6 separate regions of the Mus musculus genome follow, and all the other regions are linked to region 1. The links are chromatin contacts, called in public HiChIP or PLAC-seq and promoter capture Hi-C maps. All regions are on one chromosome and are shown on one strand. The core of a region is the stretch at or near the end of the contact, and the rest is flanking DNA. Distances in the headings are between cores, read along the strand shown. Region 1 holds the start of 2210016L21Rik (RIKEN cDNA 2210016L21 gene). Region 2 overlaps Trpv4 (transient receptor potential cation channel, subfamily V, member 4). Region 3 holds the start of 4930401G09Rik (RIKEN cDNA 4930401G09 gene). Region 4 holds the start of Rnf10 (ring finger protein 10). Region 5 holds the start of Fam222a (family with sequence similarity 222, member A). Region 6 holds the start of Pop5 (processing of precursor 5, ribonuclease P/MRP family (S. cerevisiae)).

Region 1 (4,723 bases), core at 2,050-4,549:
AGCTGTCATTTTTCTTTTCAAATCTTACTAGCTGGATAGAGGCAGCTTAAACCTTTTTAATCCTAGCACTCAGGAGGCACAGGCAGCCAGATCTTTGAGTTCGAGACCAGCCTGGTCTACAGAGATAATTCCAGGACAGCCAGGGATACACAGAGAAACCTTGTCTTGAAAAATCAACCAGGGCTGGAAAGATGGCTCAGTGGTTAAGAGCACTGACTGCTTTTCTAGAGGTCCTGAGTTCAAATCCCAGCAACCACATGGTGGCTCACAACCATCCGTAGTGAGATATGACGCCCTCTTCTGATGTCTAAAGACAGCTGCAATGTACTTACATATAATAAATAAAATCTTTAAAAAAAAAAGAAAAATCAACCAAAGAAAAATTTTAAAGACTTATTTTATTAGATACACGAGAGTGTTGCCTGCCTGTATGTATGTGTAGCACATTCGTGCCTGGTGCTCTCAGAGGTCACTACTAGATTTCCTAGGATAGGAGTTATGGATGGTTGTGAGCAGTGCTCTTAACTGCTGAGCTAAGAAAGACTTTTCCCATGTATGACTGCTTTCTCTCAAGAAATGTTTTCATCACCACGGGCACATACATATGTAAAATAAGCAAGCACATCAAACAATTAAAGGAAAGAAATCATAAAGAAATAACTTTAAAACAAGTATTTAAAGCAAGCAAGATGGCTCAAGAGGTGAAAATATTTGCTACCAAGCCTGGCAAACTGAGTTTGATCCCCAAACGTGCAGATCTGGGGCTGGAGAGTTGGCTCAGCGGTTAAGAGCACTGTCTGTGCTTCCAGAGGTCCTGAGTTCAATTCCCAGTAACCACATGGTGGCTCACAACCATCTGTAATGGGATCTGATGTCCTCTTCTGAATAAATAAATAAATCTTTAAAAAAAAAAATATATATATATATATATTAGCCAGGCAGTGGTGGTGAACACTTTAATCCCAGCACTTGAGAGGCAGAGGCAGGCAGATTTCTGAGTTCAAGGACAGCCTGGTCTACAGAGTGAGTTCCAGGACAACCAGGTCTACACAGAGAAACCCTGTCTCAAAACAAACAAACAAAAAAGATGTGCAGGCTGGGCGTGGTGGCACACACCTTTAATCCCAGCACTCGGGAGGCAGAGGCAGGCGGATTTCTGAGTTCGAGGCCAGCCTGATCTACAAAGTGAGTTCCAGGACAGCCAGAGCTATACAGAGAAACCCTGTCTCGAAAAACCAAAAAAAAAAAAAAACAAAAAAACAAAAAAACAAAAAAAAAACCAAAAAAAAAAACCCCAAAAAAAACAAACAAAAACAACAACAAAAACAACACACACACAAAAAAAATGAAGTGTAGATCTGACCCTCTCAAGCTGTCCTGATCCCCACATATGCACTCTCTCTTCCACACACAAATGAATATAATACAATTGTTTAAAAATTATTTGGTGTGTGTATGACTTTACCATTATTAAACGCTAAAGCAAGCTGGTGTCATCCTGGTGTGAGGGAAACAGAAACAAGAGGAACAACTCAAGTTCAAGGCCAACTTGGTCTATGTAGCAAGTTCCGGGCTGACCAGGGATATGTGCCCGGGTCTCAGAAGGGCATGTGGGAGCCTGGCCTGGTGGCTCTTGCCTATGAGGCAGAGGCAGGCAGATCTCTGAGTTCGAGGCCAGCCTGGTCTACAGAGTGAGTTCCCGGACAGCTAGGGCTACACAGAGAAAGCCTGTTTCAAAACAAAAGGGTGGGGGCAGGTGGGGGGCTGGGATTATCTCTCACTCAATAAAATGTTTATTGTAAGGATCGTGGCAAGGATCAGAGGCAAACCTGCACACACATGTTCACTCATGTGCATATGCATCTACATACACATAAACATCTATAAGTGAGCACACTTGAGAAAAGACAAAAACGATTTTGCATGTTAACGAGATAGGGGTATTTGCTTACTTTTACATAAATCTTGTCTAAATATTTGATACCATGGGACACAGAACTTCGTCAGTGTTTTCAGAGTGTCAATGTGCTGGTTCTGAAGTCAGCAATGCCAACAGTGCTCCCTCTCGCCAGTATTGTACACAACAACAGACACATGGGTGGGGCTGCTTCGGAAGTTGTTGGAAACGCTGTCTTAAACCCAGGTCAAAAGTCAATCACTTTTGTAATGAAACTCAAACAACTCAAACGGCAACTTTTAAGCTCGGGTGTTCTAATAGAAAACAATCAAAAGGTGTATTAATCTGATATGTATTAAGGAGTGACATTAAAAAAAAGTCTTCGTTTTCTGCAATTAAACAGTTGTGTTTCATAAGAGCAGAAAACTTTGTGTAGGGCTGGAGAGATGGTTCAGAGGTTAAGAGAACTGACTGCTTTTCCAGAGGTCCTGAGTTCAATTCCAGGAACCACATGGTGGCTCACAACCATCTGTATTGGGATCTGGCGCCCTCTTCTGGTGTGTCTGAAGACAGCTACAGTATTCATTCATATACATAAAATAAATCTTAAAAAAAATGTTGCCTGGTAGTGGTGGTGTACACCTTTAATCCCAGCACTTGGGTGGCAGAGGCAGTCGGATTTCTGAGTTCAAGGCCAGCCTGGTCTACAAAGTGAGTTCCAGGACAGCCAGGGATATACAGAGAAACTCTGTCTCGGGAAAAAAACAAAAACAAAAAACAAAAAAAAAAAAACAAAACACACACACACACACACAAAAGCTCTCAAGTGCTAGTCTACAGGTGTTTTACGGACTATGCACTAACTGCTAAATCCTCCGCTGTTCCAAGAGTCATTCCGATCTGATTTGTTTGTTCTGTTTGTTTGTCAGACCCTCAAAAGCCTACAGTTTAACAATCTTCCTAAGATCAAAACCTGAAGTAAAAAAGGTGGCTAGTTGCCTTCCCGATTTCATTAAATCGCACATGAATTCATTTTTCCTTAAAAAATTAAAAATAAAAACAAAACTAATCCTGCTTCTGTCATCTTCTTGTTTGACTTTAGGGTATTATCGTTCCCTGTGCAAACAAGAGAAAAAAAGAGAAAAGGTGGGGAGGGGATCACAAGGAGAGACGGGGAGGAGAGGAAAGGGGAGGGGATGAGAGGAGAAAAAAGAAAAGGAAAAAGAAAAACAACAACAACAAAAAGATTGGAGAAGGTGGTGGTCTCCTGGATCCTTCCGGAGCTCATTTTTCTGTACCGTTCGCCGCCAATGGTGGTCTGGGAACTACAATTCCCATGATGCTCTGACAGGTGGGTCATGTGAGAGGGAAGCTTTTTACCCCCCACAACCCCTTGCGGCATCCCAGGATGGTGGCGCCCAGCGGTGCAATGAGCGATTCGGAGAACAGCAGCAGTAGCAGCAGCGATGCGGAGGAATTGGCACGCTGTCGCGAGGCGGCTACGCCCGCCTGGGGGCTGGAGCAGCGCCCGGGGGCAGCGGAGAGACCCGAAGCCGGTAGGGGACTTTCTGGGGCTCAGGCTCCTCCCCGGGGGCCTGAAACGGATGCGTGGTGGGGTGCGAGCCATGGCGTCCTGACGTTTTAGAGGAGCTTTCTTGGGGGAGCTTCTGAGATCTTTTGGGGATCACACTGACACCGAGGGCAGAGGGTGATTGCTTTATTCCCGTGGAGGCCGCAGAGGCACCTAAATGCCTCCTGACTGCTTTCCTCAATGCGTCCTGTGTCCTCCCTCTGGAAAGGTAACCAACCCATCACCTGTCTGAGATGACCGTGATGCCCCTCCTTCTTGTAGTCTCAGAATCCCGACTTTCTCGGCCCTCACTTGATGTCTCATTCAGACTGAGCTCACCCGGGAGTATACCTAAACGAGAGATTGCCTAGCAGACGGAATGTATCCGGCATCTGCCAGTATAATGACTCTTAATCATGGTTAGAGAATCCAACAGGCCTTATAATTTAGAGAGTAGGCAGAAATATATATATATATTGCATCTGTACTTGAACTCCTCGTGGGAATTTAATACCTTCTCCTCTCCTGCATGTGAGCTACAAGCCACAGTCACGTGATAATACCTGTTTGTCCCAGTAGACGACACCATATTGTTACATCTCGTTACAGCCTTTTACAGATACATCCAAACATTTTCTTCACAGTACACTGTTGGAAAAGAATCATTTACACTCTTACCCACCATAAAGCCCCTGAGATGTCTAGTTCCATTTCCAGATCAGTGAGTTGCCTCAGCAATTGCTACACAAACCTGCCAACCTCACTGGATTCCCAGAACCCATGGTAAAAGAGAGGATTAACTCCCAAAAGTTGTCATGTGACTTAGACATACAACAGTAAACATTTTCAAGTCTCAGAAGGGGACCGATGTAAAAACAAAGTATATAACTTATAGTTTTATTTTATTTTATTTTAGACATAGAGTCTCCCATGTAGCTCTGACTGCCCTAGAACTCGCTACATAAACCAGACTGGTCTTAAACTCATAGAGATCTGCCTGCCTTTGCCTTCTGAGTGCTGGGATTAAAGGTGTGTGTTGCCAAGCCTGGTTTAAAAAGTGGCCTTTAGATTATTCTATTACATTTTATGTTGTGTGTCTGTAGACTCACACAGGTGTCATGGGAGCTTAGAAGTCATGTGGGTCCTGGGGATCAAACTGAAGTGGTTAGGCTTGGTGGCAAGTATCTGGAGAGCCATCTTGTCTTCCTTGGAGGAGAATTGACTCACTTTATAGATGTGAAAAACAAAACCTTGGG
Region 2 (4,498 bases), core at 926-3,425, 290 kb before region 1:
TTGAGGGTGCCTCAGTAAACAGCAGGCTGCAAAGTATGCCCAGGATGCAGTGCGGCCAGAGGGCTCGCTCGCCATTGTTCGCTTGGCCCAGGGGGAGGGGGGGGCATCCTCTTCACTCTCAGGGCTTTGCCAGGCCTCATGGAAACCCTGGCACAAGACTATCAGATGCCGACCTCATTACGTGAGCAAGAAAAGCTGCTTAAAACCCAGGGGCAGGTTTGGGCAAGCAAGACATCTCTGCTCCTGGGGAGGGCGGCAGGGCGCTGGCTTTCCTCAGGTCTCGCCTTCTAGATCAATACATTCTAAATGGGTCATTATTAGCTGCCACATGTATGCACGGCCCCGGGGTAGACAAAAAGGAACAAAGGACCGGAAACCCTAGTGTGAGTGGACAGGCTGGTGGCCTCCACTGTTGTCCAGCCCTTTGCCTCGCCATTTGCTTCAATTCCATTACTCAGGAGCAAGAGGCAGGAAGGCATCTTGGTGAGTTTGTCTGACGGCCCTCTGGTCTATGCAGTGAGTTCCGATTCTGCCAGGACTACTTAAGTGAGACCCTGTCTCAAAGCAGGATGGAGAGGCTGGAGAAACCGCTGCTTTTTCCAGGGGATCCAGGTTAAAGTCCCAGCATCCACGGGGCAGCTCACAACTGTCTGTGACTTCAGTCCCAGGGGATCTGATGCCTTCTTCTGGCCTCTGTGAGCACCAGGCACACATGTGGCACACATACATACGTGCAGGTGAAATAACCATAATTATTAAAATAAATGAATTTTAAAAATAAGGAGAAAAAAAAAGGATAGTACTTTGAATTTTTTTCCTGGTCTAAACTAACTCTGCATGTCACAGTGAGTGCAGCAGGTAATGTCACAGTGAATGTGGCAGGTGACACACTTCACATCAGCATACACCATCTGCTTATCTCCTCTTCCCCTTCCAGAGCCTACGCCCCTGAGGAAGACATTCATTCAGAGTCACCATTCTGCCAGGACTGAACACCATGTGGGGGCATCAGGGACCCCTGAGGTTCCTGCAGGTGCAGGGCAGGGGAGCACAGGGGGAGGACTAAAGTTCCGTGCCTGGAATGGGGTAGACGGCAGAATGCAGAGAGTGCGGGGGGAGGGGGGCTACTGAGGACCATTAGTGAATAAGAACAAGGACCAGGGGTGAGTGCGGGCTGGGTGGGGGCTCTACAGCAGGAGACAGACCCTGGACCCTCAGACAGACTTTGTGGGTTTCTTCATCATCCTGGGGTTCCTTGGCTGACCAGTGGGGACCCTGACTCCTGCAGGAGCCACAAATAAACGTGACCACGAATGCCAGCTATCTGGTTCAGTCCTGAGGGAAGGACTGAAGGATGGGATGGAAGTTAGCGGGTACCAGATAAGGCAGCAGCTGCGTGGCCCCGCCTTCTAGATGAGGAAGCTAAGGCCAAGAAAGGAGCAAGCTGTATCATTGCATCCCAGCTCCGGGATGCAAGGCCACACACAGGCACAGGAGCTGGGGTTTTCCTTTTGGGACAGGGCCTCATGCATCTCAAACTGGCCCTGGCTTTGCTGCGTATCCAAGGACAGCTTTCAACATCTGGTCCTCCTGTCTCTCTACACCCCCTGGGTGCTGGGGGTCCCAGGGGCATACCACCATATCCAGCGTGGGCAGTGTTACGGATTAAGCTCAGGGCTTCACGCGGCTAAGCTAGGCAAGCACTGGATCCGCTAAGCCACTTCCCCAGCCAGGACTGGGCCTTTGATGGGGCTATTTTACAAGGATAAGAGGGCTCAGGAAGGGAGGGACAAACATGTAGGAGGGGCTGGGGGACTATGTGACTCTGGATCAGAGTGCCCAGACCTGAGTTGTGGCTGACTGGGAATCCTCCCCAGGACACTCACTGTCACAGGAGCTAGGGGAGACAGACTTAAGCACAGCCAATAGATGCTGGATAAGGCCAGGCTGGTATCTGAGCCCTTAATGCCACCCTCAAGCTATTATTATTATTACTAGGGCATACATGAAGAACCAACCGGGAAACAGAGCCTGTCAGGGGAAGACTAAGTGACTGGATCCCTCTTGGGAGGTGGACTCTGGCAGCCACCTCAGAGCGACTAACGGGAGCTCAGTCCCTTGGCAGAGTGGGACCCGCCGCCTGCCAGGTTGTGGTTGCCCACAGCCCCCAAGCCCCTGGCAGGAGGCAGCGGGGCACATCGCACCATGAAGGGCCCTCCCTGCTGGTATTTACCTAGTCTGTCTCAGCCCAGCCCACTTCCTGGTTGCTGCACAGTGGCCGTCTGTCCGGAGCAGACAGAGCTCCTGTGTCCTGCCGGGTCCCTCCACCTGGAGGGTGTCCCCCTCCGATGCTCACACCATCCAAGCGGGACACGGCTGGGGTGACTCACTAGCCCCAAGGAGGGCACGGCCAACGTGGCCACTGCAGTCACTTGGTTTTTGCATAAGCCTTGGAGGGCCGGCCCATGTCACAGAAATATCCCCTAAGAACTTTCACTGGAATGGGGGCATCTGCAAAAGACCCCAGGTCCAGAGGGCTGGCCAGACTAGAAGCTGAGTATGGCTTAGTGGAAAGATGGGGCTGTTGAGACTCGAAAAGTCACATCCTGTGAGACTCCACTTCCTTGTCATCTGAGAACACTGGAGTTTCTGGTGACGTCCATTCAGCTGGCACTGAGCTGTTTGTTTTCAAAAGCCCAGTGGGGGCTATGTGATTACAGCTAAGTGACCCTTCCCAGATCAGTGACCCTGATAGTCCCAGCCATGCCCCAGCCTCAGCACAGAGCCTAGCATACAGATATAGGAAGTCTCTACTCCAGAAGGTTCCCACCAAAGCCAACATCCAGCTTTAGAAAGGTGGGGGTGGAGGCGTGTCTCAAATCCTAGGGTCTCTTTCTCTGAGCCAGCTACTCTCGTTCAGATAGTCCCCAGGTCACAGAGAACTCTGGAAAGGGTTTTATAGCCTCAAGACATCGCCCACTCTATCTTGCCCTCCTCTTTCCTGCCACCAATGGTCACATCTCCTATCTGGGCCGCGGTTTTCTCATCCATAAAAAGGGGGTAAAACTTTCTACCTTCTAGGAACAACTGCTCCTGTCTTTGATCTGTGATTATTTGGTGTGTCACGTTCCTGCTTTAAATTATACAGTGGGATGTGGTAGCATTAACCTGTAATCCCAGCACTTGGGAGCGAGGCAGACGGATCCGTGGTCTAAAGCCAAACTGAAGAAGATCCTATCTCAGGAGACCTTGGGGATGTGCCCACAGGACACTTGATTGGTGTGTGCAAGGCTCCAGGTTTTACCCCCAGCCCTGTGAAAGTAGCAGCTCCTCTCTCAAGGGCTGCTGTAAAGATTAAATGTTATCATTCAAGCCCTGCATGATGTCTGGCACGTAGTATGTGCTCAATAAATGGTGGTGGCTATGCTGCTGTTATTTAACCTCCCCTCAATTTACAGCAGGGGAGGGGAGTCCGGAGAGGTGAGGACCAGGTGGGCACTGGAACCCAGAGACTTCCCAGCTCCAAAGCCAGGGATCCTCTGAGCTTTCTCCATGTCTGAAAATTGGTGAGAACAGAGACTGCCCATCTCTGGGCTGGGAGACAGAGGTCACCCCCCTACCCCCCAATTCCTTAAAATGGCCTAAGCAATCCTGTGGCAATGAGGCTCAAAGGAAGGGACCCTGAGGCACAAATGCAAAGCCCTGCCTGGGCACTTGCAGCATGCCCCAGGGACGCCGCCTGGAATCACGGCAGAGGCTCAGCTGGAAACCCCGTCCGCAGTATGGGCACTAAATGCCTCACACCAGAACTTCACACACATTCTCATCTAAAGCCTAACCCCTCAAGCTAGGAACTGATGTCTCCTCCCCAGGGGGGTAAACTGAGTCTGGGGGAGGAGAGACAGGAAGTGTCTGATATTTATCCAAACTGACCAGCGATGGGGACTTCCACAGCTCCCTTATCAAGCAAGCAGTGTCCAGATTCCCACGTCACACCAGAGGCCTGGCGACACCCAGTCACACACAGCTGAACTCAGAGTGCGCCAGACAGAGGTGGCAAGGGCCGAGATTGTCCAGAGTGATGCCCTGGGAATGCCCGGGGAAGCTGGCGTCATGGGTAGTGAGGGGATGGGAGGCTCAGAGTCTACAGAACTGTGACACCCCCTCCTCCCCCAACCCCCCAGCTAGGCTGTCCCATGCCTCTGAGCTTCAACCTCGTCTCTACGAGGGAAGGGACTCTGCACCTGCTGTAGGATCCTTGGTCACTGTGGGTGTCATAATGACAGAGTCAGAGACACACGCAGTCATTCTCCTTAGGGACGATTGGTCTCCCAAGGAGAGACTCCGTCCAAGTGACTACCTTACCCAATTCTGCCCTCCTACCCACGAACAGGTAGTTTACTGAGCACCTACTATATACAGGGCTGCCTGACCTATGAGACCCAGCAACCCCATAGGGTCACACTTACCCTGAGTCCCTCTACAGATAAGGAAACTG
Region 3 (4,485 bases), core at 423-2,922, 420 kb after region 1:
CATGGTACATGTAGGCAAAACACTCATATACATAAAATTAATAATGATGTAAAAAATATGGTCACCGGGCAGTGGTGGCACACACCTATAATTCCAGCACTTGGAAGGCAGAGGCTGGTGGATTTTTGAGTTCAAGGCCAGCCTGGTCTACAGAGTGAGTTCCAGGACAGCCAAGGCTACACAGAGAAACCCTGTCTCGAAAAAAAAAAAAAAAAAAAAAAAAGTCTATGAAAATACATTAAATGAGTCCCTACCACATTGTATTTAAACATTTTTTAGACGGAAAGGCTGCCTACAGTTTGTGTAGCTGCTATGCACATGTTTGAGGAAAGCTATATCTGGGCTTTTTTTCTTTTTAAACATTTGGCTATGAATGTATACTATTTGTGTTGTTTTAAAAAATCCTCCCATCCAAAAAAAAAAAAGATCCAAGGCTGTTCAGCTGCTACCGGGATTTCTGTCGCTCTTGTCAGTTCCATAGACTGTAAGTCACATGAGGACAAGAACCCTTTGGGCAGAGTTAAATCAGTCAAAGGACTGGGTAGGGGGTGGGTGTCCAGCACCTGCAGTACCGCTCGCTCCCAGTGGGTGGCAGGCTCCTCCTAGGCGGGCGCCGCCCAAAAGCCTGGGCCAGGGAAGTCCTGCCTTCGACCTTCAACGTGGCTGGTCTCCTCTCAGGTTCCTGGAAGGAGATGGAGGGAGGTGAAACCTGAGAAAGGAATACAGGGAGAGAGGTCGGCTCAACCCCGGGGGCTCTTTCTTCCGGCCTTCTTCTGAGGCTTCTCATCTTCCTCACATTGGTACAAGAAATCTTCAAGGTAGGCATGGTGGTGCTCCCCCCACCCCCACCCCCATTATCCCAGCACCAGGGAAACTAAGGCAGGAGAATGAAGAATTCCAGGCCAAAACACATGCCTTTCATCCCAGAACTGGGGAGGCAGAGACAGGAGAATCTCTGTCAGTTTGAAGCCAGCAGGGTCTGTCACTATGTATAGTGAATCCCTGGGTGCGTGAGGGATGGGAGTCTTCAGTTATTCTAGTCAGGCCTGTTATTCCAACGACTCTATATTCTGGAACAAAAAGATCACAAGTTCAAGGCCAGCTCCAGGCTGTAGATTGAGTGCCAGGCTAGTGTGGGCAACTTGGTAAGATCTGTCTCAAAACAGGAAATAAACGCTAGGCATGTACTTTTAAACGCAGCAATAGAAGACAGAGGCAGAAAGGACATTGCAAACTCAGGGCCAGCTGGGGCTTCGTGGTAAGAACCCGTATCAAAAACAAGACATGGACAAATTACGATTAAGAAGGCTGGGGATGTAGCTCAGCAGTCTGGCAATTGCCTAGCATGCCTGAGGCCCTGGGTTCAATCTCCAGCACCGCAAAAAAAAAAATTTTTAAGTAACAATCAAACAAATAAATAAGTTAGAAAAGAAAAGGAGAAAGGAATTGGGACAAAGCAAAGTGCTTACCTAACTGCACAAGGCCTGCGCTCTGTCTGTCCCTAGCACTGTGATAAAAACAGCTGTGGTAATAAATGCCTGTTATCCCAATATTCAGGAGGCGGGGGCAGGAGAATCAGGGGCTCAAGGTCATTACGTAGCAAAACCAAGGCCAGCCTGGGCTACAGGAGATCCAGTCAGAGAGCTCTGAGAATCCTCATTTCCTGTAGGAGTGGGAGTAGATAAGAAATACGAAGAAAAGTCCCATCCCTCCCCCAGGAACTGGGCACAGAGCAGAAGGCAGGAACCTTTCCTGAAAATCTGCATAACTCAGAACTCACCTGACAGTTGATTTACTGCCCTGCTTGGTATTCCCTTTGATCTTCAGGTGGTGGTGAGTTGTCTGAAGTGGGGGGCAGGGACACACACACACACACACACACACACACACACACACACACTCACTCACTCGGGTTCTCTAACAGAGCTGCAGGCCCTGAGCCACCTCCTCAGCTTTTGGTTTGTTTGCTGCTTCATTGGTTGGTTGGTTGTTCTTTTCTTTTTAATGACTTCTTTGTTTTTATTTCGCGGGAACTGGTGTTCTGCCTAAGTGTGTGTCTGTGTGAGGGCGTTGGATGCTGTGGAGTTGCAGGCAGTTGTGAGCTGCGATGCGGGTGCTGGGGATTGAACCCTGGTCCTTTGGAAGAACAGCCAGGGCTCTAACCACTGAGCAGTCGCCCCAGCCCTGTTTGTTTTTAAGTAAGGGTCTCACTATATAGCTCAGGCTGGCCTTAAATTCCCACCCTTTTGCCCTAGCCTCCTGAGTCTCTCCCTCCTCCTCCTCCTCTTCCTCCTCCTCTTCCTCTTCCTCCTCTTCCACCTAGTTTTTTTCCTAACTTTTATTTACCATCTCTGGTAAGAAATCGAGAGAGCAAGAGAGTGAGAGAGCAAGCAAGAGAGTTCAGTAGTCAGTGCAAGCGGAGATCAGAGGACAGCTTTCAGGAGTTGGTTGTCTCTCGCACCACGTGGGTCTTAGGGAACTGAACTAAGATTTTTAGGCTTCATGTTTTTGTTGTTTTTGTTTTTTGGTTTTTTTTTTGTTTTTTCTTTCTTTTTTTTTTTTTTTTTTTTTTTGGTTTTTTGATACAGGGTTTCTCTGTATAGCCCTGGCTGTCCTGGAGCTCACTTTGTAGACCAGGCTGGCCTTGAACTCAGAAATCCGCCTGCCTCTGCCTCCGGAGTGCTGGGATTAAAGGCGTGCGCCACCACGCCCGGCTTAGGCTTCATGTTTAGTGCCTTAATCAATGACTCACCTCTCACCTCACCCCTCTGTCTTCTTTAATAACCGCAGGTCAGGGATCTGGGCAGTAGCTCAGCTAATAAAGTGCTTGCCTTACAAGCATTCAGACCCCAGGTTCAATTCCTAGAACCCATGTGGAGAAAATTAAAATAAAATAATATAATATAATAAAAAAAGAAAGAGAAGGAGGAAAAGTGAAAATCCCAGCACTTGGGAAATGAGACCAGAGGACTCCTAGGGCTCGACAGCCACTGTAGCCTAGTTGGTGAGGTTCGTGAGATTCAGGCCTGCCAAAGAAAAAGCTCCAGTCTTTAAAGAACAATACCCAAGGTTATTCTCAGGCTTCTACCTACACGCGCGCACATATACACACACGCCTGTGCACCTGCACACACACATCTGTGTAATCCCTCCACCTGTTCACCTGCATATACCTGTGCATCCTCACACACCCGCACATGCACACTAATTGTAGATAAGACAGTATATAGTTAAAATTAAGAAAAGAAAGACAGGGCCGGGCAGTGGTGGCACATGCCTTTAATTCCAGCACTTAGGCAGAGGCAGGCAGATTTCTGAGTTCAAGGCCAGCCTGGTCTACAGTGAGTTCCAGGACAGCCAGGGCTACACAGAAAAAACCTGTCTAGAAAACAAACAAACAAGTTTGAGGCCATCTCCAGTTACAGGAGACCCTGCCTCAAAACAAACAAAAACAAAAACAAAACAAAATCCAAACCAAACCTAGCAATCAAAACCTTAGAGATAGGAGGGGGGCTAGAGAGATGGCTCAGTGGTTATTCCCAGCAGGGCCGCTCACGAGCTGGAACTGCTTTCAGTTCTGCAGGTGGTGCACGGATATATATACGTGCAGGCAAAACATTCGTACACACAGATAAGCAAATTAAAAAAAAAAAAAACCCATAAAAATAAGACCAAAGAGCAACAATGGAGGTGGGGGGGTGGGGAGGGAGAGAGAGAGGGAGGGAGACAGGGAAAGGGGAGGGAGGGAGAGAGGGGCAGAAGGAGGGGGAGGGGAGGGAGGGAGAGAGGGGCAGGAAGAGGGGAGAGGGGGAGGGGAGGGAGAGAAAGGGGGAGCAGGGGGAGGGGAAGAATGGGAAGGGAGAGGGGAGGGAGGGAGAGAGAAAGGAAAGCGAGGCTGGAACACCCACTTCACTGCTCACCCTCTGGATGAGAGGGGCCACATTTACATCTGCTAGAGCCAAGAGTCTTTGTTGCTTCCCTCTACTGAACCCTTGGGTTGTCATTCAGGGACTCCCAGGGCCACTGTCACTCACTCTGTCTCACCCACGTTGTAGACTCATCCTCCCAGCTCCTTGTCTCCAGCATCTCTGCAACGAGTTGGTGCCATGTGTACGCAGTTTTCCCCTCGATTATTAGCCCTGGGCATCTCTTGCCCGTCCGTTTGATGGTTTTCTTTTTTTTTTTTTTTAAAGATTTTATTTATTTATTATATATAGGTACACTGTCGCTGTCTTCAGACACTCCAGAAGAGGGAGTCAGATTTTGTTACGGATGGTTGTGAGCCACCATGTGGTTGCTGGGATTTGAACTCCGGACCTTCGGAAGAGCAATCGGGTGCTCTTACCCACTGAGCCATCTCACCAGCCCCCCCCCCCCCCCCGTTTGATGGTTTTCTACGGGCGGCAGCCAGTGCCGTCCAGTCCACCTTCCAGCATCCAGGGACCAGTGTTTCCTTCCTCTCTCTCACCAGGATCTCATCCAAGT
Region 4 (4,667 bases), core at 1,867-4,366, 330 kb after region 1:
TACTAGGGTTCTGATGTGTTTCTGAGGATCAATGCCAGGCCCGAAGATGGTGCCTTGCCTGTCTATAGTTCCAGCTGGTCAAGGGGCCTGCCACCAAGCCTGACCACCTACCCAAAATAACACATGTAGGGAAAAATAGATTAAAGAAAAGGTCAGTCAGGAATGTGGTAAAAAGCCTTCATCACATCAGTTCTCTTGCTTAACCTTTTAAATGTATCACCATCCTGTGGGTGCAGGATGTACAGGTGGAAGGGCGTGAAGTCAGGTCTTTCTTCCTTCCTCTCAGAGGGCATGGAAAGGTGGAACACCTACTCTAACTGCTAAGCCATCCTACCTCACTGAACTCTACTACCCTCTCTTATGCTGTCTGATATGTCACAAGCTTTGGCCTACTGCTCACTGAACAATAAATAAAGCATTTATTGCAGCTGACTCATGCAAGAATGTTTTATTGACTTAGGGAGGGCCCTAAAAAATTTAAGTTGAGAACTCTTGGAGAACCAAAGCTTAGCATTACCTCTACAAGCAAGGCTGAAGTCATCCATTACTCTGAGAAACCCTCAGACCTCTCTCCAACAACAGCCAAGATTTACAATAAAACTACACATGTGCAAAACTCCAGAATCAGTTTATACGGTTCAGAGGCGAGTTACACTAACACCTGCTTAGACAGTAAAGCACTGGTACATCACAGCGAAAACTGGTCCCTACCCAAGTTACACAGGCAACTTCTACACATCCTCAGGTAGACCTGGTAATGGAGTTTGTCATACCCTACAGATAAACTCTCAGTCAGTAAGCCTTATAATTTTAGTGCTTTTTTTTTTTTTTTTTGCTCTTTAATTTGAGGGGGGTGGGGGGATGCTAAGGATCAAACCCAGGGCCTTGCATATTCTAGGCAAGGTCTCTACCACTGACCCATACCGTCCAGCTCTTTGAATCTTAGACTGTCAGCTCAAAGCTCCCCATCTGTCACACATGCTCTCTCTCACAAAAACACACTGCGGAATCCAAACAAAGTTACTTGCACATACATCTTTGCACTAAATACATCCAGTGATGTTTGGCACTGGAAAACTACGGGGTGTGCTCTTCCAGGAGACCCCCTCTCCCACTCCCAGTGTTACTAAGTCTCCTGGAGTTCTTTGTGTAGGGTTCAGGTTCCTAGGCTCCTCCCCACGCTCAGGTTCACTGGTGGATATGCATAGAACTCATACACATGCTTGCTGACATGTATATGCACATGCATACAGATGTGTGAAAGAAGGACATGAAGGAGATTAGCGGAAGGTTACACAGGAAGCTTTGGAGGGAGGAAAGAGAAGGAGAAACATTGTAATTAAACCACAATCTGAAACTTGGCTGTGTCTGAGATTTTGGAGGTGCTTGAGAAGCAGAGGCAGGTGGATCTCTGAGTTCAAGGCCAGCCTGGTCTATAGAGTGAGTTTCAGGACAGGCAAGGATGCAAAGAGAAACTTGTCTCGAAAAACCAAAAGACTGATTGAAAAAAAAATTACTATCTCAAAAATACTGCCAACATGGTAAAAGTTTAAAAGAGATTTGTACACAGCTCTGACACAAGATGGAGAATGCTGGACTCGGGATTCTGCCATCTCCTAATCCACAGCCTAGTTTATTCTCTGCGGTGGAATAACTCCTGGCTAGACAGGTTAAACGATTAGAGTAGTGCTATCACACCTAAAAGCCTACCCGTGTGCTTTGTGCATAATCAGTAAGTAGTATTATTATATTATTATAATAATATCATTATTATTATGTTATAGTAATACTAAGAAGCCTGACTACACACATCACTCTCTCTCTCACACACACACACACACACACACACACACACACCATGAAAGCCAAGCCCATATAACCTACCGCACACAAACAGGCATAATATTTAGGCAAAAAGTTGTCAAGTACTCTAAGCGCTTAGCCCATTTACTTAATAGTGTGTATTAGCAAACTCAAGGACTGAACCTAAATGAACTGAATGCAGGGTCTGCATGCTTTACTATCACGCCGAGCAACGCCATCCCAACATGAGTCCTCTTAAACAGAGGAGCAGACCCGGTGCCAGATTTAAGTCTGAAAATCCTCGGGCCTCACCCTCTCTTATTCAAACTTGAATGCCACCCAAAGCTAATCCGACACTAGAAGAGAAAACAAAGTCAATTGTTTTAGAGCCTGGACCGACGGTGAGTCACACAAAGCCAGGTCTTGAGGCCTTCTGTGAGGTGCTTGCCACCTGGATGACCTTAACCCTTTCCAAAATCTCAGATCCCTCATCTGCAAAATGGGGCTAAGAATAGCGCCTACTTCAGCCAGCTGTTTTGAATATGAATGCAAGGGCCCAAATTAACCACGCAGCGCAGATCGGCTTAACCGTAAATACTGGATGTCAGTGCAAGCGGAAGGTGGGTCGTTTGTCCCTCCTCCCCCAAGTGACCCGGCAGACCCGCCGGCTCTTACCACTCTTGGGTTTAGACTCGCCGGCCGGCCCCGCCGAGGCGGAGCGGGGCGGCTGTTGCCCTTTGCTGCTGCCCGAGGAGGCGGAGGAGCTGTTGGAGCCGCTGTTCTTGTCCATGTCGGAGGCGGTGGCGGCGGCGCTGGGGGAGCTCTGCGGCATCAAAGGGGGCCTCGGCGGCGACGGCGGTCGGAGCGGAGCGGGCGCGGCGGGGACCCAGGCTCATGGCGTTCAGGGCCGGCGGGGGTCGGCGGCGGCAGCGGTTCTCGGCCTTCATGGCGACATTTTTCCTTGTTTCCTTCCTCAGCTTCTCAAAATGGAAGGAGAAGCGGCAAGGTGGGGTTGTGGGGCCCAGAGGCGGCGGTGACCGAAGAGGAGGACGAGGACGAGGAGGAGGAGGAGGAGGAGGCCGGGGCTCGGAGGTCCGGGCCGGGCCTGGCGGGGCAGAGGCTGCGGGGGAAAGGGAGGCGCGGGAGGGTCGCGAGCCCCGCCGGCCGGCCGGACACGCTCTCCCGCCGCGGGGCAGGAGAGAGGGCTGGCTGTCTCGGTGCCGGGGACCGGGGTCTCCGACACAGCGACCGACACTCGCCTCTGGGCCGAGGCCGAGCTGCTCCGGGAATGGCGACGAGTCGCCAAACAGCATCTCCAAGAACCCGGATGGACTATTTATATAGTTGCCAGGCGGGCGTGGTGCATTCTGGGAAGTGTAGTCTTTTACCTACATCCGGGTCCTAGGGGAGGGACCGCTTGTGCCTGCCAATGCTTTTTTTCTCTCTTCCCTGTTCGAGGTTTCTTTTCCTTCCCGCCTCCCTAGCGGGTTCCTTCTTTTTGAGACAATGTTTCATTTTGTAGTCCTAACGGGACCTGAACTCTTTGTGTGCAACAGTCTGGCTTCCAATTCACAGATATTCCTCGCCAGTGCTTGGATTTTTTTCTTTTTTTAAAAAAAAGATGTGTGGGTGTCTGGCCTCCTACAATACCAAGCAAACACGTGGTATACAGACATACTCATATAGACAAAACACCCATACACAAAATTTTTTAGAAAACCAAGTGGAGTGTGATGGCCCACCTGCAATTCCGGTGCACCGGAGACAAGAGATCTGGAAATTCCCAGAACAAACTGGCTAGCCAGACTAGCTCAAATGGTGAGTCTACCTAGCCATTCTGTGAAGAATGTGGAGAGTCTTGGAGGAAAACACTCAATGGCAGCCTCAGAACTCCATGTACACCTGTGCATACGTGTAAGATTTTTCATACACGTATGCATGCCACATTCATATATAAAGATCGGTAAGAAGCAACATTCGAAACACCAACAAAGAGAAACAACATAGTACAGTTAAGTAAGGAGATGCTAATCAAACACGTTTCAATAGAAAAGCATCCCAGCTTGAGAGGGATAAAAGAGGACTTCTTAGAAATGCTGTGTCATGTGACACACACAGGACGAATGGAATTTGGGGGGGGGGGGCTGTTAGGGATCAAATCCAGAGCTCCATGCTCACAATCTAGTTTTCTACCTCTAAGCTACTACCTCATCTAGCCGATGAGTGGAATTTTAGCAATCGTGTATGTAGGAGAACTAGAGTGGCTCATGCCTGTATCACTAATACTCAAGAAGCAGAGACAGAAGACGGATGCCAGTGGTGCACATCTTTAATCTCAGCACTCAGGAGGCAGATGCAGGTGGATCTCTGAGTTCAAGGCCAGCCTGGTCTACAGAGCAAGTTTCAGGTCAGCTGGGGCTACACAGAAAAACCTTGTCTCAAAAAAATAAATAAATAAACAGAGACAGGAAGTGCAGAGTGTAAGGCTAGCATGTGCTACATAGTGAGACCATGTTCCTTATAAGAGAGAAAAAGAATAAAAGCAGACAGTGTAGTGTAGTCACAGGGCCCTTGCATGGGCAAAGTTCTGATTTGATCCTCAGTATCATAAATGGGAAAGGAACAAGAATGTGCGGGCCAAGCCAGGCAGTGGTGGCGCACACCTTTAATCCCAGCACTTGGGAGGCAGAGGCAGGGCAAAAAAGAAAGAAAAGAAAAGAAAAAAAGAAAGAAAGAAAAATGAAAAAAGCAGGAGTCAGACTCTTATTTGGTTCCTTATTATCATATAGTATATGAGATATTATTTAGTATGGAAGGAATCAGTTTAAAATGACATGGAGATCCATAGAACTATAACTTGGGGG
Region 5 (5,057 bases), core at 2,197-4,696, 370 kb before region 1:
AATCCATCATCAGCACCTCACAAACTCCCTGACCTTTAGAGACAGACACCCCCTTCAGATCTCACCCTTAGCTGCTGCCCTCCCCCACCCCCGCCCGCACTGTTTGGGAATCACGCCAGGTTTTTGGGAAGCTATTGACCACATTGGGAGCCCTCAACAAGGAGATGGACCCAGAAAAGGGAAGAAATGTCTGTCCAGGTCACACATTGTCAATCTGTGGCTGCCTGCTGAGGGGTGGAGGACTGGGAGGGCTTCAGTTCCTTCATTGGGTGACCTTGGGCAAGTCCCGCAGCCCTCTTCCCATACAAGATGCGGGTAGTAATTCTATCCGCAGGGCACAGGTTCTCCGTGAAGGTAAAAGGACTCTGAAACATGAATAACACAAGGCGGCTGTCATGGTGACCTACCAACAGCGAATCTCGGGCTCAGAGAAGGCTGTACTCAGCTTGGCCCGCTGTTCACCTTAACGCCACCCCTCACCCCCACTCCTCTCTTTTCCTAGATTTCGGTCGTCATTGTCTCCTCCTCTGTCCCAGGCTTGAATCTGCTCTCCCCACCTGTCCTTGCCCTGGGTCCTGCCAGCAACTCGCCTGGGCAACTCGCCCTGACGTCAGGGCCGCTCTGGCCGCTGGCCCAGAGGGGAAGCAGCTGGCAGCCGATCCGGTTTCCAGGTAAATCCCCGCCCCCACCCACACTCCGGGAGCAGGGAGGGGCCAAGGAGGAAGGATGGACAGGCAGCCACTGGGAACTACAGCCAAGTGCAGAGGCAGGCTGGGGCTGCTGGAACCTCATTCACAGTGCTGATCTGAGACCCGAAACAGGGCCAGCTTCTGCCCCAGATAAGGAGTGTGTGGCCTACTTGGGCCTGCCCTGGAGGTCCCTTGCCAGTGCCTCTTCCAGGTTCTAGTTAGCGGTTGTTCTGCTCTCTGCTCGGCTCCTGAAAGTAGGCTAAGGCCTGATTGCAATCCACACAAAACCCTGGATGCGCTCACCAGCCCTCTAGGATGGAGGACCACCACTAAACACTTGCTGAGTGCATCTGGTGCTCTCTCTTGCCCCCCCCCCCACAACGGCCAGATACAGAGGAGATTAAGATATGTCTTCTCATTTTACAGACACCAAGCCTTGAAGATAAACGGCCAAGGTCAACCGCAGGCAAGGTTCTGGGAGGACGCCAGGCATCACTAAGATAAAGCCTGAGATCACTAAGCATCCCTAAGATAAAGCCCCTAAAGGGGCTGGATGGGGGTGTCTTGGAGGCTGGATGGGGGTGTCTGATTGATGTTTTACGTTTCTGCAGGGATCCTGAAGTTCTGTCTGGAAAGCTGGGTGTTCAACTTCTTTTGTGGCATACATTTTTTTTAATTCAGTTTTTCAAGACAGGGTTTCTCTGTGTAGCCCTGGCTGTCCTGGAACTCACTCTGTAGACCAGGCTGGCCTCGAACTCAGAAATCCACCTGCCTCTACCTCCCAAGTGCTGGGATTCAAGGCATGTGACACTACTGCCCAGTCTTGTGACAGACATTTTAACAGTTTAGGAATCTGTGTCTCCCAGGGTTCAGTTTCCCTGTCTGCTACCTGTGGGCTGTCAGGCAAGTAAGAATGGAAACACCTACTTAGTTTTAGGTGATACTGTGCCTCAGTTTCCCTACCTGTTAAATGGACGACAAACCGGAGCCTTACCAGGTATGGTGGCTTGTGGTCATATTTTCTGCACTCTGGAGGCTGAGGCAGGAGGATGGCTTGAAGCTAGGAGTTTGAGACCAACAGGAGCAACATAGAAAATACTAAGTGCCTGACTCCCGCGGTCAATGTATACATCTGTGGGATGGAGCTGACCAAGGATTCAGCATGTGGTTTGTGTTCCACAGATCTCAGCGCTGATGCCCAAAACTCCACCACCATCCCCAGTCGCTCCGTGGAAAAGGCAATCGGGAAGCTTCACGTCTTAGTTTTGTCCGTAAACTGAGAACAAGTGTCAAATATCAGTGTTCTCCTCTGTAAAATGTAGGCCATAAAGCCAATCTCACAGTTTTGAAAAATTTAAGTGTAGTATGCACTTTGCTCTGTGTGTGTGTGTGTTTAGGTTGTCCCAAGGTTTGATGTTGGGTCTTGCAAACCGCACCCTTTACCATTTGGTGTCACCCCAACCTATTTTTACTATCTTTAACACACTCCTCATAGGGCCTGTTCCAAGAGTAAACGGAATAATGCATAGTACCTACCCTCAAACAGGTACTCAGTGAATAGGATTACCTGCTTTCAACCCTTTAGGTCTTCGACAAAGGGACTACAACAACCAGCATGCCTTGCCCTTCCAATCGGGACTCCTTCGCCTGTTTTAGGCTCGCAGCAAGCCGGGAGTTGTAGTCCTCTAGGAGCAGGACCCGCCTCATCCCCGCTTGGGGAAAAAGGTTGGAGAGCCGCCCTGCCGGCCTTTGAATTTTGCCGCGAAAAGCGCGCGTGGCGGCCCCCAGCCCCGCCTCGCGGAGGACGCGGCGCCGCGTCACCGTGGTAACCGCCTCTCGGCTGCAGCTGATTGGGCCGTAACGCGGGGGGCGGACCGGGGGTGAGACGCAGCGGCAGGAGCGGGCGCCCGCGCCTGTCAGTCGTGCCGGAGCGGAGCAGCGGGCAGCATTGCCGGGCCGGCAGCTCTGCGAAGAGGCTGCGCGCGCCGGCCAGGCCGGGCGAAGAGCCGGGCCCGAGGCTAGGCGAGGGTGCTGGGCAGCGCGAGGTTGCGGCTCCGGGAGCCCCGCGAACCGTCCCGGGCCACGGGCACGGGAGAGACCTGTGCGCCGACCGCTGCTGCGGCGCTCGAGCACCATACCGGGTGCACGGCTCTCCATCCCCGAGTCTGCCCTGCGCCTGCTGGATCTGCTGGTCCTCAGCGCCAAGGCCCGCGAGGCTACATCCCAGTCTCTGCCGCTCGCTGCGGCTGCCACTGCCGCTGCTCGCCGGCTTCCCCTCCCCCCACACCCGGAGCTCGGAGCAGGAGGAGGAGGGGCCGGCTCATTCTCGGCGCTGCTCTCTGCAACCTGCGGGGGCCGGTGCACGCCGGGCGAGGAGCCCGGGCCGCTGCAGGTGCGTGCAACCCTCCGAGGAGACGGACTCTCCACCTCTGAGCAAAGCCGGGAGCTGCAAGCCGAGGGCGGGAGGGCAAGCGAGAGGAAGCAACAAAGACAGGCTGCAGCTGGGGCTGGCGAGAGGGGCCGCGGCCGCCGGCCTCCCAGCGCGGACGGAGAGGGCGCCCTGGGAGAGGCGCGGGCAGAGCTGCAGCGGTGAGCCGGGCCCCGAAGGGAGGCGCAGCGCCTCCCGCCGGACGTATGGAGCACAGTCTCCTGCGAGGATGCGCCGCCTGAGCGCGCGAGCGGCCGGGGTCCCAGGCGGACGCGACGGGTACTGAGAGGGGGGAAAAAAAAACCTTTTTCCGACTTCGGACGGCGCTTCCGGACGCAGGGATCGCCCTCACCGACGGCTCCCCTTTCCATACGAAGAAAGACATCGGCCCCCTAAGGGGGCCTTTCTCCAGCAATCTTTATCACCCCTGCATGGCCGCAACCCGCAGATCGGAGCGTCGTGGCCTCTGAGATTTGGTGCCCTTCGTCCGACTGCCTGATACGGTGAGTTGCGGGGTGCAGAATTTTGGGTTTGAGCTGGGGACAGCTCCTCGCAACCTGGCAACCTGGACTGGCCCTAAAAGGGCCCTAGGTTGTTGGGTGCCCAGAGACAGCAATGCTACTTGTCCACCCTTGTCCTGCCCACACAACTTATTTGGACTGGCTGGAGTGGAGATTGTGGACCCTCGTGGGTATTCTACTGACATCGGTATTTGTCAGAGGAAAGGCACCCCACCCATGAAGCTAACAAAGGTGGTGGCCCTGTCCTCTGGAGATTCTTAGGGAATCTTGTACTTTTGTAAAGATTGATTGGGGGCAGCCAGGGTTGGCCAGCATGGAGGGGGTCTACAAAACCACCTTTGGGATCTTAAAGAGACAGAGCTCAGAGACAGGGAGTCCCAAAACTTCATGTCTGAGGATGGTGTCTTTCCAGGCAAGACATTTGTGTGTCTATTGTTACAAATAACTCACAAAGACAGCATGTTCCAATGGGCTGCATGTGACATCACTGCCCGACCTTTGATGTCACCAGAATTGTGACAACACAGCTGGCTTTGAGTGGAGCCAGAATGGCCAAGGCCGAATGCCTTGGTGTAGTAGAAGGTGAAGGCCAACTCCCTGTCCTCCCCGGCCGCAATCTTATGACCTAAATCCCCACTCGAGGTGGGGGAGGGAGGCAGGCAGTGCCAGCTGTCCCTGCCCCTGAGGACAGGTGTTCAGAACTCTGCCTATGTCTCCTGCAGTGTCTGGAGTCTCCCAGACTCCCAAACAGAGCAACCTCTTACTTTTAAGCAGGATGCTTAAAAGGAGGTCCCCATGAACCCTACCATGTACCCAGCCAGCAACTGGAGTTCCCAGGGTCCCCAGAAAAATGTGGGCTTCAGCCTTCAAACAGGCTTCTCTTGAAAAGGTGAATGTCCTGCCTGAGCCAGAGAGAGAGGGGAGCCAGGACCTTCCTGGTGTGTGTGTGTGTGTCTGTCTGTCTGTCTGTCTGTCTGTCTGTGTAAGTTCAGGGAACTCCCCTGCTCTTCAAGGTAAGGGGCCATGGTCCAGCTGGGACTCCTGCCTTAGCTGTTCCCCTTCTGTCATTTAAGATGACTTTGACAAGCAGTGTAATAGATGCTCATTAAGCAAATACCAGGCCAGGGGGGATAGGTGGAGATGCTGAGAGCCCTCCTCTCCCCACCGAACTCTGGCAGCAGCCCTGTACAGTATGGAGCCCAGAGAGCTCCCAAGCCACAGCCTGCTTACTCTCATTTGCCCATCCCAGCAATCACTGCCAGGGCCAGATAGGGGGTAAAATAGCCACAGTCAAGTTTCTAGGGGAAAGATTGAAGACGCTGGCATTGTTGCTCCCATGGGGGGGGGGGGCGGGGACGACAGGTGAGACAGGGTTTCTCTACAGACCATTTTTACAGCCTCCTCCCAGGCTCTTCCATT
Region 6 (4,627 bases), core at 1,159-3,658, 290 kb after region 1:
AGAAATCTGCCTGCCTCTACCTCCTGAGTGCTGGGATTAAAGGTGTGCACCACCACCGCCCGGCGCCAGCTGCTTTTCTAGAGGAACCTGGTTCTCTTCCCAGCACCCACTCAGTGGCTGACCACCATCTGTAATTCCAGTTCCATGGGAACTCACGCTCTCTTCTGGCTTCCACAAGTACTGCATGCAGGCGGTACACAGATACATAAGGCGAAGAAACACACAAACACACAAAACCCAACCAAACAAAAAACCTAAACCAAAGAGTACTGTACTTGGGACTTCTTATTTGAGGAGTGAATGATCCGCAAAGCCAGTGGCCGGGAAAGATGTCCACAAGGCATCCAGAACTATGCGACAAGATTCAGGGCTCCATCTTAGGTTCAGGAGGAAATGTTCTTTAGCATTCTCCCACACAGTGGTTCCCTAGAACCCTGGCCAGGCAAATAGAAACTACAATTTGACTTAAATTGTCTCCATACCCATTTCTTCTTTTCTTTTAAACAACAGCGGGGCTGGAGAAATGGCTCAGCGCTTAAGACCATTGGCTGCGCTTCCAGAGGACGAGGGTTAAACCCCAGCGGCTCACAACTGTGCAATTCCAGTTCTAGGGGACCTGACACTCACTCAGACACACATGGAGAAGGAACACTAATGTAAATAAAAATTGTTTAAAAAAATTAAAAAACAAGGGCTGGAGCGATGGCTCAGCGGTCAAGAGCACTGACTGTTCTTCCAGAGGTCCTGAGTTCAAATCCCAGCAACCACATGGTGGCTCACAACCATCTGTAATTCGATCTGATGCCTCTTCAGGTGTATCTGAAGACAGCTACAGTGTACTTACATATAATAAATAAATAAATCTTTGAGCCGGAGCGAGAAGGAAGCAAAGATTTAAAAAATTTTTTAAAAACAAGACATCATGTATATTTAAGAGGCATTTAACTATACAAATTATTTTAATGACTTAAAAAAATAAAAACAAACAAACAATCCAAAGGGAAAAAGAAACAAGTAACTAGGCTTAAGGATAGACTTAGAGGCGCACAGGGTAGTGGCTGCTTAAGGATAGACTTAGAGGCACACAAGGCACACAGTGGCTGCTGGGAAAACAGCCACGCAGGTTCAAGTGTCCTGGGCCAGCATCCTGTGTGGCTGCAGCATCTAGACTCTTTAAAAGAGACTCCCGCGATGCCAATGTGCCTGAGAAAGCATCAGGGCTGGGGGTGTATCTTGGCAGCAGAACCCTTGCCTAAGCACCCACAACATATTCCCCAGGACCTCAAAATAAAAGCACCCTAAAACTGGGCCTAGTAGTTCATGCCTTTCATCCCAGCCCCCCAGGAGGCAGAGATGGGTGGACCTTCCATGAGTTTTAAGGATAACAGGATCTACATAATGCCACACACACCTCCTGCCTCCTGCCGCTCCCATGTAATTAAATTTATTTAGGAGGAGGCACGTGTACACATACGGAGGTCGGAGAACACCTTTCTAGGGCTTCCTATGCCAGTCCCTGAGATCCAACTCAGATCTTGATCAGGGCTTGACCGCAAGCTCCCTTCCCCATCGTCTCACCTGACCCCTGATTGATCATTTTAGCAACTATCCCAACCTCTTCTTAGACAGTTATCTAAACTTTTAGTCTGATAACGGTTTCGTTAGTTGTTTCAAAGTAGGTTTTTGGAAGGCGTAGCCGGAGCTAACCTTTTGGGCCAGCAACGTAGCAGTGGGGGCCGACAAACCCAAAGTGTGGGGGGGGACCCCCAAACGCCCACTCACCCTGATCCGGCCCACGCACACCTGACCATCTGACCTGGGCTAGGCCCAGTCTTTCCATAACCACGGTAATAAATAGTAAGCGAAACCACCCCAGGATACAGGATGAGGGCGGTGGGTGATGAATGGGCTCGACGACGCACAGGTTTGGGCTCAGCGGGGATTAGGCTCCATCCCCGCGTGAGTCATGCCTGCGTAGGTCCGCCTCTCTAAGCCTCAGCCCCTTCCTCCGCCTGACGCCGGCCCACGACTCCCGCCCCCGCGCGGCGGGGACCCGGGTGATTGCAAACAGCCGCCGGCCTCATTAGGAGACGTGTAATTAGCGGCTGGCGGAGCCGAGGGCGGGGGCTAATTACCACCGGGAGAGGCTGCGACGACACGTCGCCGCCGCCGGCCCACCGGGAGGCGTCTGGCCCGCACTTCCCGGCTGGCCCGGATCAGGGTGCTTCCTCTGGGTGACAGCCGCTCGCCGTTGTTTGTTTATTAGGCACCCGCCCTCCCGTGCCGGTGCAATCCCACCTACACCTCCATCCTAATAATTCTTAATAATCGGAACTAGAAGGGGAAGCTCTGCTTTGGAGACGCGGTGTGGTCCCTGACAGCACCGGGCCGGAGGACGAAGACCGGGGATCCGAACCCACGCCTGTGGCTACGTTACAGCAGGTGGGCAGTGAGCATCGGAGTGGATCCGAGCAGGGAGTTTGGAGACCAATGCTTTCAAGGTTAAATTCTGGGCCTGGGCCCGGACCGCATCTATAAAATGGTCTCAGGGTTAGGATAAAGGCACTGGTGCTATTTTTAGAGAGTGGGGAGTGTGGCGAGCTACACAGTGGGCCTCTGGCACCCCCTACCGGCCGCTGGCTGTGGACGATGATTGCCTCTTGATTGCAATAGTGAATGGCAGTCTGCGAAGGGACATCTGTGGTCCCCTAAAGCTGTGGCTAAGAGAAGACTGAAAACTGATTTCGGATCTTGTAAATAGTCAGCTGTGAAATATAAGTCTTGCTTTACGTTACCACACCTGGCCAGGCGAGGCCATGACAGCTGTACACATAACGGAGGTCCTGAGAACCAACTTCCCAAAGTCGTCCTCTGATCGCCACCTCCGGCCGTGGCAAATACGCACCTCCACATTTCTACAACAAATAAATAAATCTAATTTTCAAAAATGACCCTGCTACAAAGCCAGGCACCAAGAAACCCAGGATAACAAGAAAATCTGTAGACAATGTGTATTAAGGCAATGCTGACCGACTTAGTGGTGCACTTAAAACATGCAATACCGAGCACGTGAGGAATGTCTGTAGCAGCACCGGCGACAGGAAAATAGAGTCAAGCAGCGGACTTACAGGCATGTTGCATGCTTAAAACATATATGTCCAGGCCAAGGCCTGGCAAAACCTATCTCTCCAGAAATGGGGATGATGGCTCCTTCCCACTAAAGGTTTTGGCAAGGGCCTGGGAATTTGGGGAGCACTGAACCTTATCTACATCTTAATAGGGTGGCAGTCACACAAATCCACCTCACTGAGTCACACCATTAAGAATATGCACTTAGGGCTGGTGAGATGGCTCAGTAGGTAGGAGCACCTGACTGCTCTTCTGAAGGTCCGGAGTTCAAATCCCAGCAACCACATGGTGGCTCACAACCATCCGTAATGAGATCTGACTCCATCTTCTGGATTGTCTGAAGACAGCTACACTTACATATAATAATAAATAAATCTTTAAAAAAATATGGACTTAGGGGCTGGAGTGAAGGCTCTTCTGAAGGTCCTGGGTTCAAATCCCACGTGGTGGCTCACAACCATCTGTAATGAGATCTGATGTTCTCTTCTGGTGTGTCTGAAGAAAGCTATAGTGTACTTAGATATAATAATAAATTTTAAAAAAGAATATGCACTTAACATGCAAGATAAATGAAGTGTAGCACACCCCTGTAGTCCTAGTCCTTAGGAGGCTGAGGCAGGATTGCTTTGGGCTCCAAGCTAGCCTTAGGTAGATAGAGTGGGACCCTGTTTTTTTTTTTTTTTTTTTTTTTTGTTTGTTTGTTTTTTAAATGCTGGGCAGTGGTGGCGCAGGCCTTTAATCCCAGCACTCGGGAGGCAGAAGCAGGCGGATTTCTGAGTTCAAGGCCAGCCTGGTCTACAGAGTGAGTTCCAGGACAGCCCGGGCTACAGAAAGAAACGCTGTATCAAAAACCCAACAACAACAATAATAATTTATCATTTATTAATCACACAAAGGTATTCAAGGGAATGGGCTAGAAAAACGCATTAAAAACCTTAACCCTCTGTTCTTCATTTTAAAACATAATCCTCTATTCTTAACAGAAAACAGAGGGCTGGGTGTGGTGGGACGCGTTGGTAATGCCAGCGCTTCGTAGGAAAAGGCAGGGGATCAGAAGTTCGGGGTCGTCTTGGCTACACAGTCAGTCTGGGGTTAGCTTGAGGAAAAAAAGAAACCAGGAAGAGAGGGAGGGAGGATACTATATTGTTTTTGGAAACCACTTGAAAAGAACTCCCCTCCACAAAACTGTCGAAATCCCCTCAAAGAATTCGCGTATTTGGCTGTATGGGAAAACCTGTGCTCTGACTTTTAGGTCCCAGATCGTGCGACACTCTCGGACTTTAAGTGCAGGGCTGACCTTAAACGTTCACTTGGGGGACTCTGAGCGCACAGAACTTGTGTGGAAAATCCCCAGCGCCGGCCGGAGGCGAACGCATGCGCTCTTACGCCCGCCGCGGGAGGCGGAGCGTGGAGATTGACAGGGCACGCTGCCTGTCCGAGCCTAGTGCCGCCTTCCTCCCGCATCCGGCGCGGACGCCATGGTGCGGTTCAAGCACAG

What was found. Promoter capture Hi-C pulls out the DNA fragments that hold promoters and counts their contacts. HiChIP or PLAC-seq counts read pairs in DNA pulled down with a chosen protein or histone mark. Capture Hi-C pulls out chosen DNA fragments and counts their contacts.
Region 2: an HNF4G HiChIP or PLAC-seq map of pancreatic cancer cells shows a contact between it and region 1. The contact joins the enhancer-like site here to the promoter of 2210016L21Rik in region 1. A contact is called at or near these places in 4 of 39 promoter capture datasets (the C10 cell line, embryonic stem cells, liver and 1 more), 8 of 115 datasets of contacts at active chromatin or transcription factors (the NIH/3T3 cell line, embryonic stem cells, large pre-B cells and 1 more) and 3 of 9 other capture datasets (embryonic stem cells, liver and pancreatic islet).
Region 3: a contact with region 1 is called in an H3K4me3 HiChIP or PLAC-seq map of fetal liver, with 4 times the contacts expected there. The contact joins the promoter of 4930401G09Rik here to the promoter of 2210016L21Rik in region 1. A contact is called at or near these places in 1 of 39 promoter capture datasets (hippocampal neurons), 1 of 484 Hi-C or Micro-C datasets (B cells), 1 of 115 datasets of contacts at active chromatin or transcription factors (fetal liver) and 1 of 9 other capture datasets (liver).
Region 4: a promoter capture Hi-C map of pre-B cells shows a contact between it and region 1, with 6 times the contacts expected there. The contact joins the promoter of Rnf10 here to the promoter of 2210016L21Rik in region 1. A contact is called at or near these places in 16 of 39 promoter capture datasets (the 3T3-L1 cell line, the C10 cell line, the HPC-7 cell line and 10 more), 5 of 115 datasets of contacts at active chromatin or transcription factors (bone marrow-derived macrophages, embryonic forebrain, embryonic midbrain and 2 more) and 4 of 9 other capture datasets (adipose tissue, liver, macrophages and 1 more).
Region 5: a promoter capture Hi-C map of the SN4741 cell line shows a contact between it and region 1, with 3 times the contacts expected there. The contact joins the promoter of Fam222a here to the promoter of 2210016L21Rik in region 1. A contact is called at or near these places in 3 of 39 promoter capture datasets (the SN4741 cell line, liver and pre-B cells).
Region 6: a promoter capture Hi-C map of adipose tissue shows a contact between it and region 1, with 3 times the contacts expected there. The contact joins the promoter of Pop5 here to the promoter of 2210016L21Rik in region 1. A contact is called at or near these places in 5 of 39 promoter capture datasets (the 3T3-L1 cell line, the C10 cell line, erythroid cells and 2 more), 2 of 15 datasets of contacts at CTCF or cohesin (the NIH/3T3 cell line and large pre-B cells), 3 of 484 Hi-C or Micro-C datasets (B cells, Th1 cells and bone marrow-derived macrophages), 16 of 115 datasets of contacts at active chromatin or transcription factors (the 230-238 cell line, bone marrow-derived macrophages, craniofacial prominence and 10 more) and 4 of 9 other capture datasets (adipose tissue, embryonic stem cells, liver and 1 more).

What each region holds. Positions count from the first base shown.
Region 1 is chr5:114,938,903-114,943,625 of GRCm38.p6, forward strand. It overlaps 2210016L21Rik (RIKEN cDNA 2210016L21 gene), which reads left to right and starts at 3,300. Exons shown (of 6, transcript NM_028211.1): 1 at 3,300-3,453. The coding sequence starts at 3,306.
Region 2 is chr5:114,648,991-114,653,488 of GRCm38.p6, forward strand. The region is part of intron 1 of Trpv4 (transient receptor potential cation channel, subfamily V, member 4); the gene reads right to left. Among named protein-coding and RNA genes, the nearest start is that of Trpv4, 7.2 kb to the right of the region's middle. Within about 2 kb of position 2,176, at least 59 of the 459 cell types and tissues checked have an H3K27ac peak or open chromatin away from gene starts, as enhancers often do. A contact at or near this core is called in pancreatic cancer cells, where this site is marked.
Region 3 is chr5:115,358,451-115,362,935 of GRCm38.p6, forward strand. 4930401G09Rik (RIKEN cDNA 4930401G09 gene) reads right to left here and starts at 1,673. Exons shown (of 2, transcript NR_163911.1): 1 at 1,470-1,673; 2 at 250-682. It also overlaps a transcript of Msi1 not described here.
Region 4 is chr5:115,269,779-115,274,445 of GRCm38.p6, forward strand. It overlaps Rnf10 (ring finger protein 10), which reads right to left and starts at 3,117. Exons shown (of 17, transcript NM_016698.2): 1 at 2,479-3,117. The coding sequence starts at 2,635.
Region 5 is chr5:114,564,805-114,569,861 of GRCm38.p6, forward strand. It overlaps Fam222a (family with sequence similarity 222, member A), which reads left to right and starts at 3,447. Exons shown (of 3, transcript NM_001004180.1): 1 at 3,447-3,620.
Region 6 is chr5:115,233,443-115,238,069 of GRCm38.p6, forward strand. Pop5 (processing of precursor 5, ribonuclease P/MRP family (S. cerevisiae)) reads left to right here and starts at 2,409. Exons shown (of 6, transcript NM_026398.4): 1 at 2,409-2,442; 2 at 4,382-4,627. The coding sequence starts at 4,608.